Regions from separate parts of the Gossypium hirsutum genome. Here region 1 is linked to region 2. The links are chromatin contacts, called in public Hi-C maps. All regions are on one chromosome and are shown on one strand. Each heading gives the region's core, a stretch centred on a gene start, on an enhancer-like site or on the middle of the called end of the contact. The rest is flanking DNA. Distances are from core to core; before and after follow the strand shown. Region 1 holds the start of LOC107946943 (scarecrow-like protein 22). Region 2 holds the start of LOC121224577 (probable lipid phosphate phosphatase beta).

The links. Hi-C and Micro-C count contacts between places; a contact is called where the count stands out from the background.
Region 1: a contact with region 2 is called in a Hi-C map of leaf, with 2.9 times the contacts expected there. The contact joins the promoter of LOC107946943 here to the promoter of LOC121224577 in region 2. A contact is called at or near these places in 3 of 34 Hi-C or Micro-C datasets (hypocotyl and leaf).

The regions. Positions count from the first base shown.
Region 1 is chrD12:57,956,653-57,963,164 of Gossypium_hirsutum_v2.1, reverse strand. It overlaps LOC107946943 (scarecrow-like protein 22), which reads right to left and starts at 2,903. Exons shown (of 1, transcript XM_041107403.1): 1 at 1-2,903. The coding sequence starts at 2,141.
Region 2 is chrD12:57,829,166-57,835,828 of Gossypium_hirsutum_v2.1, reverse strand. LOC121224577 (probable lipid phosphate phosphatase beta) reads right to left here and starts at 4,687. Exons shown (of 2, transcript XM_041108040.1): 1 at 4,319-4,687; 2 at 3,726-4,136. The coding sequence starts at 4,471. The coding sequence ends at 3,864.

The sequences.
Region 1 (6,512 bases), core at 1,654-4,153, 130 kb before region 2:
CTCCAAAGAGGCATCTTCTCAGGTGTTTGCAGACGCCCCAGCACGCTGCTTTCAATCCTTGGTACAAAAAGGAACCTCTCAATCTTGTTCACAGCATCGGATGTCGCATTACCAGCATCAAGTGATTCTAATAGGTTTGTATATGACTGAAAGGCATGGATCACATGTTGTGGGAATGCCAGATCATTTCTATCACACCCTTGGTCTAAAGACACCACAATTTTTGGTGAAAGCTGCTTCACAAAGCGCATAAGATGGGGCAAAGCAGAGGGCCGATTCGAACAAGACCAAACAGGGAAATTCACAGCAATTGCCTCATTTCCATTTGATTGAAACATTGGCAAAGAATGAGGGTTCTGATCTAAAGAATCGAAATTAACCACCTCAAGCTCAAAACTTAGACCAATTTCATTAGCAAATTGCATAAGAATATCACGCATAAGCCCAAGCTCAATAGAATGGTGCATTGAAGGGGAGGCAAAGGCAGTAATTCTCAATGAGGGAGCTCCTCTACTCCTCATGGGAAGCTCCTGCATAAAGGAAGCCCATTGAGCACCAAAACCAATATCAAAGTCCACAATGTGAATCCGATCAGTATCATCAAGAGCTTCAAGGAGAGCCTGATTGCAAGTAAAATTGACGAATTGGATGAGCGGAGAAACTTCAGAGAAGACCTTGTAAGCCCCCATTTTGAAGATAACATCGAAAGCGGTGGGGCTCCTTGGAGGCGGGGGAGAGACTGGGTTATTCATGAGGAGAAGTACTTGTAAAGCCTCCTTGAAGTAGAAAGCAGCCCTTTGGAGGGGCATACCTACAGGGGAGACCTGGTGATTGAGCCGCGCCAATATCAATTGCGCGTGTGAAAAATTCCCAGTCCCTACCAACTCAGCAGCCTTGTAAAGCTGGTCGAACAATGTGGCTTGTTGTTGCTGGTGTAACTGGTACTGATGCTGTGGCTGAGCCATCTCCTCTCCTGGGACCAGCACTCTCTTCTTTTCGACCATCAGCGGCTGCTGCTGAGGAACATACTGGACTCCCTGAGAAAACCCCATATGCTGTTGCTGTTTTCTCGTAAACAACTCATGCCCGGCATCAGCAAAGGGGAGTTTTGGGATCTGAGAAGAAAGTTCTAAGTTACCAGAATGGAGGCGCTGTGGTAAAGGCTGGAGGAGGTGATGTTCTTGAGCCAATGGCAGGAAAAAGTTCGGATATTGGGGATGCTGTTGTGGACCAATGAAAATCCGAGGTTTCTCTTCTTGATGCTGCTGTTGATAAAGGATAGGCAAAGAAACAGGAAGGCCAAAATTGCTAGCCGGAGAGCTAAACAATGGATTTTGAATGTTACAATTGGACCCAACAGTAGCACCGAGAACCTTGCTATTGTTAACAAGCTCAACTGAAGAACAACTTGGTTCATTCTCATTGTTGGCATTCGGCACAAACCCAGAAACAGGAAAACCTCCCAAATTAAGAGCAGCATTTGAAATCCCATTGCCAGAACCAGAAGAAATTAGGCTACCAATTGGGTCAGACGCTGGACCCTGATCAACAGCCCCCACCCCTGCATTGCCTTCAAAATCAACACCCTGATTAGGACCACTACTCCCACTTTGAAGCAGCTGCTTGAGACCGAAGGAAGGGTCATCCACCTCACCAGCAATCCAACGCAGAAGCGAGTGGTCTTGATTCAGAGACACGGCTGACTCAGACAGCATAGTCTCCCAATCTTCCAATCCGCTATTGCATCTCTGAGAGCCTCCAGGCCCTGGAACAAGGTCTAGTTCACTCGGGATAGGTTGAAGCTCCGAGGCCCATTCTTCTTTGCTATTGTTTGGAGCTGTAGTCTCAGGAGGTGCTATGGTGGCCGCCGTGGTGTTGGTATTTCCGGTGGAACTGACTCCGCCTCCAGAACCGGTGGCTCCGCCGTTAAAAGAAGAAGAGAGAGTGGATGCTGATGTGGGTGGGCTTTGGCTTCTTCTTAAATGAAGAACAGAAGTTGGTTCTGGTTCGTTGTTGTAGTAAAAGCTGTTTTCAAAGTTAAAGCTATTAGCTTCTCGTTGCTTTATCCACTTGTTATGTTGACAAATCGAAGCAAAACCCGGGAGTTCCACCGCCCCTTTAGCCTGTAACTCAAAGTGCATTTGTATTGTAATACAAACGAAAAGACAAAGACACGCTAAGTTTTTGGAGAATCAGAAATAATAGAAAGACAATATTTTTACTAACAGCACCATAAAAAACCTTTCTTTGCATGCCATAAAATCAATCTCCCCCAACTTCGACCAAAAAAAGAAAAGAAAAAAGACCCATTTCACCAAACTAGCTCCTTTTGTCATCCGTCACCTTGTTCCTTCTCCCTCTTAACCTCCATCCTTATTATCCCCCCCTTACTCAGGCTTGCCAACAATCTATATTTTTCAGTTCCATCAAAGAAATTATTTTTTCCCTCTCTTTTGGGGGAAGTTAATGGGCTGAAGCTGCTGCTTGTTGGTCCTCTTCTACCCTTGTGTCGTAGCAGTACTGTGTACCCTTGGCTGTTCTGCCAAGGATGCGTGTATCATAAAAAAAGGAATAAAGTGCCCTTCCTCTTCCCCGTTTCTCTCTCTGTATTCCTATCTTTCCATCTCTTTCATATATTTTCCTTTTTTGGCTTGCTTTTTCTTTATTTTTTTTTGAATAATTATTTATCTGATAATAGAGTGTTAATTACCTGCCCAGATTTAATCAGATTGTGTATGTAGCTTAAGTAATACTTATTAAAAAATAATAAATGCATAATAAAATAGATTAAACTCATAATTACTTGATTCCATACTTAAAAGCTCAGCACATTTCATAACGTAAGTGGTAATCTGCAAACTCCATATGATCTTGACCTTTTGGACTTTGGGGCACTCTTCTACTGTAATTTACACAACAGGTCCCTCCTTTTTTTTAGTATTATCAGAATAGAAAATATAGGTAGCTTTTTGCTCTTTGGCAGAAACATTGAGGTAAACTATCCAATCTATATTCACTTTTTCTTTTTTCTATATATATTTTGTTGGTAGTGGATCAAGAATATTTGATTTGATTTGATTAATGACTGATGTAGAGTTGTTAGAATTATTCTTTTTACCAAAAATAAATATAAAGCCCTAGTAATTAAATTTACTTACTACTAATCCGTAAAACAGTGAAATGAAAAATGAAAATCTTGTGGCAGTGACAGTCGCAGTGGCAGGCACATCTCTGTAATGGACTTTTCAGACCGCTAAGGTGGAGCTAAAGGCAGGGCACCTAAATCAATGAAAGATTTACACTTGTTTTTTCACCTACACTGACAGACTGACCCCTTGTTGTAACATGTAATGAAGGTAAAAAGTAAAAAAAATTAAAAAGCCAAAAAGTTAATGTTCTTACTGTCCCTCAATTACCCACATCTTTTCTCTTTATTACTTATCCAAGTGATTGGTAATTTTGATTTGCCCCTATGATGTATTTTCTTCTGGGCCTGTCTCCTTCGCTCTTTGCAGTAGTTTTACATCTCTGCAACTACAAGCCCATATCATTGGCTTGTGAACATTGAAGGGCCCTCGCCTTATTGAACACTTCAATTTTCAAAGTCAAGCCATTTTGATTATGACCCTTTTTCTTACAATCTGCTTTGCCAGCTAAAAATGAACAAAATATCTATTGCAAAAAAAACCCTTCATATATTTTCAGCTTAAAAGGTAAGAGCGCAATGACTGGCAGTGTTGGATTTGGGATTCAAGGCACTGCTCTAAAAGACAAGCTCCCTTGTCTACACACTTATTAAACAAAACAAGATTTAGGGTAATTTGTGTAGGGAGGAGGGGACAAAACTTCTTTGAAATTTATAGGAAAAACATGATATGGACATGTTTGTCAGGGTGAAGAAGGGTTTTTATTTTATGTCCAGCTCCATGTGATGCCTAACCAAACCCTCTCTCCTTCCATCTTATGAACTGGAAAGTGACACAGCTCTAGTCCTCTTTGTCCCCACAACAGTATTTTTATGGGTTTTTTTTTCCTATTTTTATTGGTTTCCTTTCCTCTCGTTGTTTTCAGGATTGTTATGAAGACATGACTTCACCAGGTCTCTTCCCTCTCATCAAGGCCAAATATTGAAGGACCCCAGTCCCACACATTGCCCCCATTTCTAATTTACATTTTGATAATAATATAAGATCTTTAAAGTTGTCTACCAGTCCCCATTGAAGATCTTAATGATTTTATTGATCTTAATGATTTTATTTATTTTTCTCTGCTTGCTGGCTTTAGAAAAGCAACTATAAATAACATGAACATACATACGATGTTGTTATTGACATTCATTCACCTTAATGAAATTCATGAATCTACCAAGGACTAAAATTGAATCTACCAAGGACCAAATCTCAAGAGTTTTAACAAATAGATTCAATCATCATATAGGATCGAGGAGCAGGAGTAGGAGAGTAGGACCATAACAAAGCAGATTTTTTTCTTGCTGGAGTTTTCACATCATAGACCAGTAAACTTTCAAGATCTTTTTTTGTATGCCTTTAAATTATTTTGGATTTTTCATTGGAATGCTTAAATCTATGTTACCCATCTTTAATGACCTTTCAAACTGTAAAGCTGAAGCCTTTTTGTTTATAGTAATATTTTAATTCATGTAACTTTGGTCAGCTTTTTAACCATTATGATAATGATATATCAGGACTGGCTTTAAGCCTGAATAAGGTAACCAGATAAAGTTGCATTCAACCCTACTGTTTAATTAATTAACCAATTCCTGTTACCATACATATTAAGTTGAGAATGACCACATTCGGGACCAAAAGAAAAACTAATTAATTAACCAATTATTGCTAATGACTAGAAAGTGATGGATGGCTTTAGTAGATAAAAATAGGGCATGATGAGTTGGGTGTATGTCGGGGAATGGTCACCACTCACCAGCAAATTCATTAGCTTAACAAAACTCTTATAACCAAAGTGGTAACAAAAGGAGGAGACAAAGCTTTGCTTTCGGCTGGGTTTTTGCTTGTTGGTTTGGTCTAAATTTGCCTTTGTCTCCATTGCTTGCTTGACCTTTCTTTCTTCCCCTTTGCTAAATTGTTTTGTGGATGTTGCATACTATTTGTTCCCTCTGAAATGAAGATTAAGTGCCTTTTTCTCCTTGTTTGTTTCTCTAACAACAAAAAATAGTCTGAAAATGATTAGATTTGGTCAAGTAGAATAATTAAGACACTCAAAATGAATCCTCCCAAGTCTTATATATTCGTATCCAGATAACAGGAAGATATAGACATTACTAGAAGGGATATTGGTTCATATATTTTCTTTTGGTGCCATCATTTCCATGTAAAATACGAGGACCGGAGAAGAAGGATAAAGATAGATTTGGGCTCTTTTTTTTGTTTGTTTTTGAAATGTGGTTCAGCACCATTTGATCTTTGCTTTTAACATATTTCTAAAGCAGCCCACAAAAAGTTTGCTGCCAGTTTTGCTCTGAACTTGGGCTCCGATATTGGATATTCCTCTGTTTCTCCCTCTACGTTTTGCTTCCGGAGAAGCACGGAAATGACAAAAGGTTGAAATTCTGCTATTAGTCCATGTACTCTGATAAGTTGTGAATTTAGTCTCTATACTTTAATTTGGTCAATTTTTAGTCCTTACACTTTTCAAATTTTAAAATTTCAATCCAAACCAAATGGTAGTAGTTAAATCTATTTGGTTAAATTTTACTATTAGTCTTGTACTATGCCTAAAGTTGTAGATTTAGTCTATGTTCTTGAATTAGATCATTATTAGTCTCTATATTTTTTGAATTTTGAAATTTTAATTTTAAGGTAAACGACAATCTTTAAATCTATAGTTGAATTTTTTATAAGTAATATGTGAAAATAGTAAGTTGATATGACATTATATATATAACAATATGTTGCCACTATCATATTTTGAAAATAACATAACTTAATGAATTTAACTGTTTGATGGGGATTACAATTTTAAAATTCATAAGGTATATGGACTTAAAATGATCAAATTAAAGTATAAGAATTCGATTCACAACTTACACATAATATAGGGACTAATGACAGAATTTAACCGATGGCAAAATCTTAAGCCTATTACACAGTAAATGACAACCATTAATGAACTCAAGGATTTGCATGTAATTAAATCTTTTCCTCTCTGCCTAAATAACTGAGCAAACAGGTGAGTCATTAGTCTATATTTTACTTTAACAGGGGTTGCCTATATATTAGGATCAAATCAAACTCTTTATCATATGTAATAATTGATAAGTCTGACCACATGAATCTGAACCACCAAACTCTCGCCCTTGTAGCTACCATCTACCAAGTTGCATCAGAGTTTTAGCTTCGGGTCCCAATTGGAGACCCATTATATGCAAAGGTGCAATGGATTCGGATGTGTATACATCGCTGTAAGTTGGTGAGGCTCATGTTTCTCACCCTGTGTTCCGAGCCAATATGTCTTAATTCAACATGCCATGG
Region 2 (6,663 bases), core at 3,438-5,937:
AAGAAGTTTATCTATATTTATTTAATTTAGTATATTGTTAAATTTAAATTGATATTATGATGATTAAGTTGATTAGAAAGTATTTGGAATAGAAATTGAGAATGTGAAATGAATTGGTTGAATTGGTTGTGATTTGAAAATGAAATGGTTTTTAATTGCAAGGGGTTTTATGTAAAAACAAGTAGAAATGCTGCCGAAATTTAAAAAAAAATAAAAAAATGAATGAAGTCAAGTACTAAAATATTATATGATTTTATGATTTTATCTTAATGTGTTTAATATTTATTTAAGAATTATTGTAAATTATCTGATATGTCCGGTAATGCCTCGTAACTCTATTCCGGTGACGGTTTGGGGTTAGGGGGTGTTACATATTTTCATTGCAAAATTGAGAATTTCATAAATGTGTTAATGAATGGTATAATCGATAAACGTTGAGTTAAATGGTAAATATGTATTAGTCTTAAACTTAGTGACATTAAATTGTACGTGAATTAAATGGAAATTGCTAGTGATATGATTTAAATTGTGAGCATGAGAAATTGCGAATTGAATGAAATGGAAACGAAGCATTGAATTGCATGAGTATGTATCGGGTCTCGTAGGCCCAATTTTATTATGATTATAATGTTTTGAGGATATATTGTGAAGAGTTATAAAAGCATGTTAATAATTTTGAAAGTTTTAATTTAGATGAAATTTTATAACTCGGTTAAATACGTTCGCAAGTGTATGTGTTCTAGAAATGCCTCATACCCTATTCCAGTGTCGGATACGGGTAAGGGGTGTTACAAAACATGACATGTGCCTAGTTGCAGGGTAGTATGTCAGTTTCGACAGACATCCATATCATGAGGAAATGGACAAGTTATTGACTGAGATGCTATTTCCCCACAATGTTCTTAGCTATAAAAATTCACTTCCTTAATTTGTTGGTATCAGAGATGTAAATAAAAAACCTCATCGGTTTGATGTCACAGTTGAATTCAATAATAGCATTAAGTGGCTTGAATTATATAGCTACGAGTGGTTGATATAAAATTTAAGCAACCAAAGAAATATACATGTTATTAAAGCCTTTTACAACACTAGTTGAAGTGTCTTTCCAGACATCTTCACTCCTGCCTTAATATGATATATAGCTAATGTATGCAACCTTGATGTTGTGCACCTACTAACATATTCTGTTCTCAGTATCTGCAAGTGACAGGTGTATACTTATCTTTGGACACACCAAATATCTCTTCTCAAATATATACAACAATTGTAGCAAGACTAAAAGGATGGTCAACCCCATTTACTAAGAAAAGGACAAACCAGTCGGAGCTACGACAAATGAGCTACATCACCTTCACATCAATACCATAGAAATAAAATAAAATACACCAAAATAGCAGGGTGAAATATGTATTTGCAAAGAGGACTGTTGTTTTACCTAGAAACCTGTTATGGAACAAAAAGAATTGTTTGATCAGAAACTCTGAGAAAAACTGTTTCCATTTAGACCCAGCATCCACTATTCTCAATTCTCAAATACCAAGTATGGGCTAAGAAGAAGAAGGCAAGCTCTTGAAAAATATGGACTATAAGCAACAGTTAGATTGAAACATCTGGCTTAGTCCAACTTGCGATAGAACCTTTATTATTTGCCGTAAAGTTCACTACTGCCAGCATTAACGTTGGTCCAATAACAACCTAATAAGTGATTCTATACAAGGCAATGACACAAAATTTTCTTGAAAAGGAATATGTACTAAGTTTATAAGGCCTATAAGTAGGTTTTACATGTTTACTTGCACAAAGAAACTGAAATTGAATAACTAAAAAATGTTTCAAGAAAAATATAAAAAACTGTTCTCAATCTAGGATGGATGATTTTCGTTACCTGTTGGTCTAGTTAGACCTCAAAGAAAATGTTAATCAAATATTTATCAGAAAATAACCAAAGACAATTGTTATATATGTTAATAATATCTGGTAAAAACAAATCACCTTGGATCAATCAAAGGGGATTGAAATTATTGTAACAACAGGCACTAGTAAAGCTGGTCTACGAAAAGAGAACAATAAATTTCATTTAACACTACCAACTAGATATATCCATCACTAAACACTTCAGAGATAAATCTTTTGATGGAAGATTTTTATATGGTTTTAAAAGCGGGGTACCGTTAATAGATAAAAGAAAAGAAAAGAACTTAAAACTGGCATCTTTCATCACTTAATGAAAGAAACAAGGAAATTCAAGTATTTGTTTGCATAATTGTCAACGATTTAAAATGAATGAGAGAACTTCCATTTAATTACTGTAACGAAGATCATCTACATTATGAAAAAACACACCTAGAGTAAGCTATAGCAATGAAGCAACTGAAATATCAAACAATACCTTCCTTGATGTACAAATCCTTTACAATTATGAAATGATCTTGGAAGTAAGAAAATATATACAAACTGACTAAACATCCCTACTATCAAACACATTTTTAAATCGAATAGTCATTTCTAATGGTTGATACACAAGCTTCTCTATGAAAAGGTCACCGAGTTTATACGACTAATCAAACTCCAGCTCCTCAACATCAATAAAGTGCTGGACCATGACTAGGTTGATTTACATGAGGAATTATGCTACTAACTTCACTCAATTGACAACAAACCATGTTGTGGTCATACAAAGAACTTGCTCCCTCATCCAACCAAAAACTAAAAGACCTTCAAAATTTTTCAACAAAACAAAATTTTGAAAAAGTGATAATTGATTAGCTTAAAATACATAGTTTGAATTTCAAATATCAGCAAATTTTGCATCAATTATTACAAAGCAAAAGAATTCCCCCATGTAAACAGTAAGTACAAAATTTAGCAACAAAACTAAACCCCATAAATAGATAAAAGAAAATAACTTAAAATTGGCATTCATGACATTGTTAATGAAAGAAACGAGGAAATCCAAGTAATCTTTTTCCATAGTTGTCAACAATTCAATAATGAAGAGGAAAACTTCCAATTAAATGCAATAACAATGGTCATCTGTTTTATTAAAAATGCACCTACAGAAAGCCATAGCAATGAAGCAACTGAAATATTGAACAATACATTCCTGCCTGTATATATCCTTTACGATTATGAAATGATCTTAGAGGGCAAACTAATCATGTTTAACTAAATTATAAGTTATCAAGTGCATAAAATAATTACCATATAAAAATATATCAGCCTTCTTAACCAAAATATTGCAGTAAGAAATACATACAAATCGATTAAACATCCTTACAATCAAACCCTTCACGTGTGAAATAATAGTAGTAGAATACACATTTGTAACTTGAATCATGATTCAATGGTTTATAGGAAAGTATCTCTATCAACTCAAAAGGGGGCGACCGATTTTTATAGAATCAATCAAACTCCATCTGGATCATGACTAGGTTGATTTACATAAGGAATTATGCTACTAGCTTCATTCAATTAATAACAAAACATATTGTGTTCATAAAAAGAATGATTTCCCTCAGCCAATCAAGGACTAAAATACCATCAAAACGTGACTATGGTAAGCAAATATGCCAAAATGATCTGGGAAAACTCATTTAGAATATCGTCTGGCAAATGAAACCATATGTAACCTTACGCTTCATGAAAGCGAAAGAAACATTGTAGCAAACAGTTCTCAAGCTTATAAATTGTACAATTTTGAAATAAATCCAAAGAGTGATAAATAATTAGCTTAAAATACATAGTATGAATTTCAATTATCAACAACTTTGAAATCAATTATTACAAAGCAAAACAATTCCCCCATGTAAAAAGTACAAACATTAGTAACAAAAAATCAAACCCCATACCTTCTAGAATGCTCTCTAAAATCTCAAAAACCGACACGCAACAATCCCTTCAAGCACCCTAACAAACGCTCCAACCAAAACATCGGAAAGGAAATGCCTTCCAAGCAAAACCCTTGAAATAGCAGTCAGTATAGCCCAAACCCAAACGCCAAATAGAAACAAACCGGGTTCAAATTTAACCCACCGTAGAATAAAATCCAAAATGAGTCCCCCGTGGTTTTGATAAATAAGGGGGAAGAGAGTAGCTAAAAACATAACCCTTGAAGCATGGCCACTGGGAAAGAGAAGTTATCAGCGTGAACAGCGGGGGATGTGTTTGGGTTGTAATGAGGACGGATACGACGGAAGGTTAGTTTGATGAGGCCAATCAAATCGAGGTCGAGAAGGTGGCCGAAGATGAAAAGGATGAATAGAAAGGAAAAGAAAGAGGAAACGAGGAACAAAGAGAGGGAAACATGGAAGGAAAACTAGAAATCGGCAGAGTATTCGAGGAGGAGGAGAAGGAAAATTGGGAGGATAGGCTTGAAGATTGTGTGGAGGAAGAGTAAAACTGAGGCGTCTATGGTTATTAGGGCCTTCAAGAAAGATGAGGATGATTTAGTGGTTGTTTCCGGCAATCCCATTGGCGGCGTGGGTAGGTAGCTGAGTGAGTGGACGGTTAACTCTCACAAAATACAGTTTACAGTTAAAACGTGAATTCTTTCATACAATTACCTGTTTGGGTCTGATTGGATGATAAGGGTGCCATTTATAATATGGGCCTTTTCGGGCTAATTATCAGTGTCTTGTTATGGGCTTTGTTGGACAATTTAATGGATATAATAAGATATATTGGATCACCATCTTTATTATCCCAAATATGAGACCATACCCATCCATCCAATTACTGTTTTGTAGCTTAAAACTTTTCCATTCACCAAATTGAATTAAGCAGTTTAATATTAAACACTTGAGCTATGCAAATGTAAATATTGAAACGTTTAATACCTAAAATACCAAATTAGTAACTTTAATTTCATGTACTAAAGAATTTGTTGGGCATTTAATCTAATCAAATTTAAACATGTCAGCCGAATATAATAATAGCTCCAACTTGTTAAAACTACACCATGAGATAAAGTATGTACTTTTTGACATACCATCAGCATTATATCTAGTAGATTATCCATTTGTTTTTTGCAAACTTCAAACATGCAATAACATTCTACTTATTTTGAAAAAATGGAAGTGAGGAAGGTTTAAATGATTAGATCAAATCAAAGAGGTTTTAGTACACATAACCAAATTGTATGGCCAAATATGAACAAGGAGATTCGAGGGGTCACATCCGATTAGCTAGATAGGAATTTCTCAATAACATGGACAATAAAGATGGCATGGGACCAACTATTAACCTTTAGGGTTTAAGGGTCATGTGAATTTCACTGCACCTCTCATAGAATTTAAAGAAAATTTAGAATCCTCCAAATATAAACGCACACAAATTACTCTTTGGATCTACCTCTTGATTCAATGTTATTCTAATAATACTCTCATTTCCAACCATAGAAGAAAGGGCCCAATTAGACTTTTTATAGAGAATAATTTTTTTTGTAGAGAGGGACAAGTAGATATTTGTTTGTTGAGGTGATTTTGATCACTCAAGGAGATGTTGGTATTGTCCGTCGAGATCTAACAAATCTTTGTGTAAGTTAATGATAATAGCAGAGTAAAAAAGTAGTTATGGTATGAGTTCACGCTAGAGGTATAGTGTACCTATATGTCTAAAGTACTGTTCAAGTTATGATATAAGGTAATCTAGTTAGGAGTCAATTAGATTTTGTAGGCCATTATGAAAAACAAGCTCTGAATTCAGGTGACAAGTGTTGGGCTCTTATAAGAGAAATTGGAATACCTATATAAGTGTATGAGTTTAGAGATAAAGGGTTATTATTCTTCTTTTTCCTTCTTCTAAAATATTGTTATCTGAATTTTTCTGGAACCAAAAACATTTCTTTCTCCTTTAAGTTGGAGGTTGTTACTTGGATCTGCTCAATGTTTATTGCATGTATGGGTTAGTAATATGACTTTGCATGTTGAACTCAGAAAGAGTAGTCTATAAAGAATATACGAGTAGTAGAATAAAGTATGAGGCTCTGCATGGTGGTTATCAGTGTTTTGAATGCTTAGTGATTAAGGATGATGATTCATCCATGGAAAATAAAATAAAGAAAAGGACAAAATTGGAAAGTAAAATAATAAATGATGATAAATGATAAAATACTGAAAATATAATCATTTATATCATATTTCCCAAATTAAAAGCATGGAAACGTAAGCTCAAGCCAACTTATTTTGCTTAATTAGGTAAGTATCTTTCCCCCGTTTTTAATGATTTTTACATTTCCGAGATCGTAATAACTTAATCTAGCTATCTCGGCCATTAATTTGCAAAGTTATCAAGGTAATAGGGTTTTACCATGGATGAACATAGATGAATTATGAAGTTTTATGGTAGAAAATGAAAGGTTGTTGATAGATAAACAACTTTTGTAAAGTGATTTTTTATGAAATTAAAGAAAAGGACTAAATTGGAAAGTAAAATAATAAAAGATTATAAATGATAAAATACTAAAAATATAATCATTTATATCATCTTTGCCAAATTAAAAGCATGGAAACCCTAGCCATGGAAACCTAAGCTCAAGTCAACTTATTTTGCTTTATTAGGTAAGTACTTTTTCCCCGTTTTTAATGATTTTTACTTTTCCGATATCATAATAACTTAATCTAGCTATCTCAGAGATTATTTTGCAAAGTTATCAAGGTAATAGGG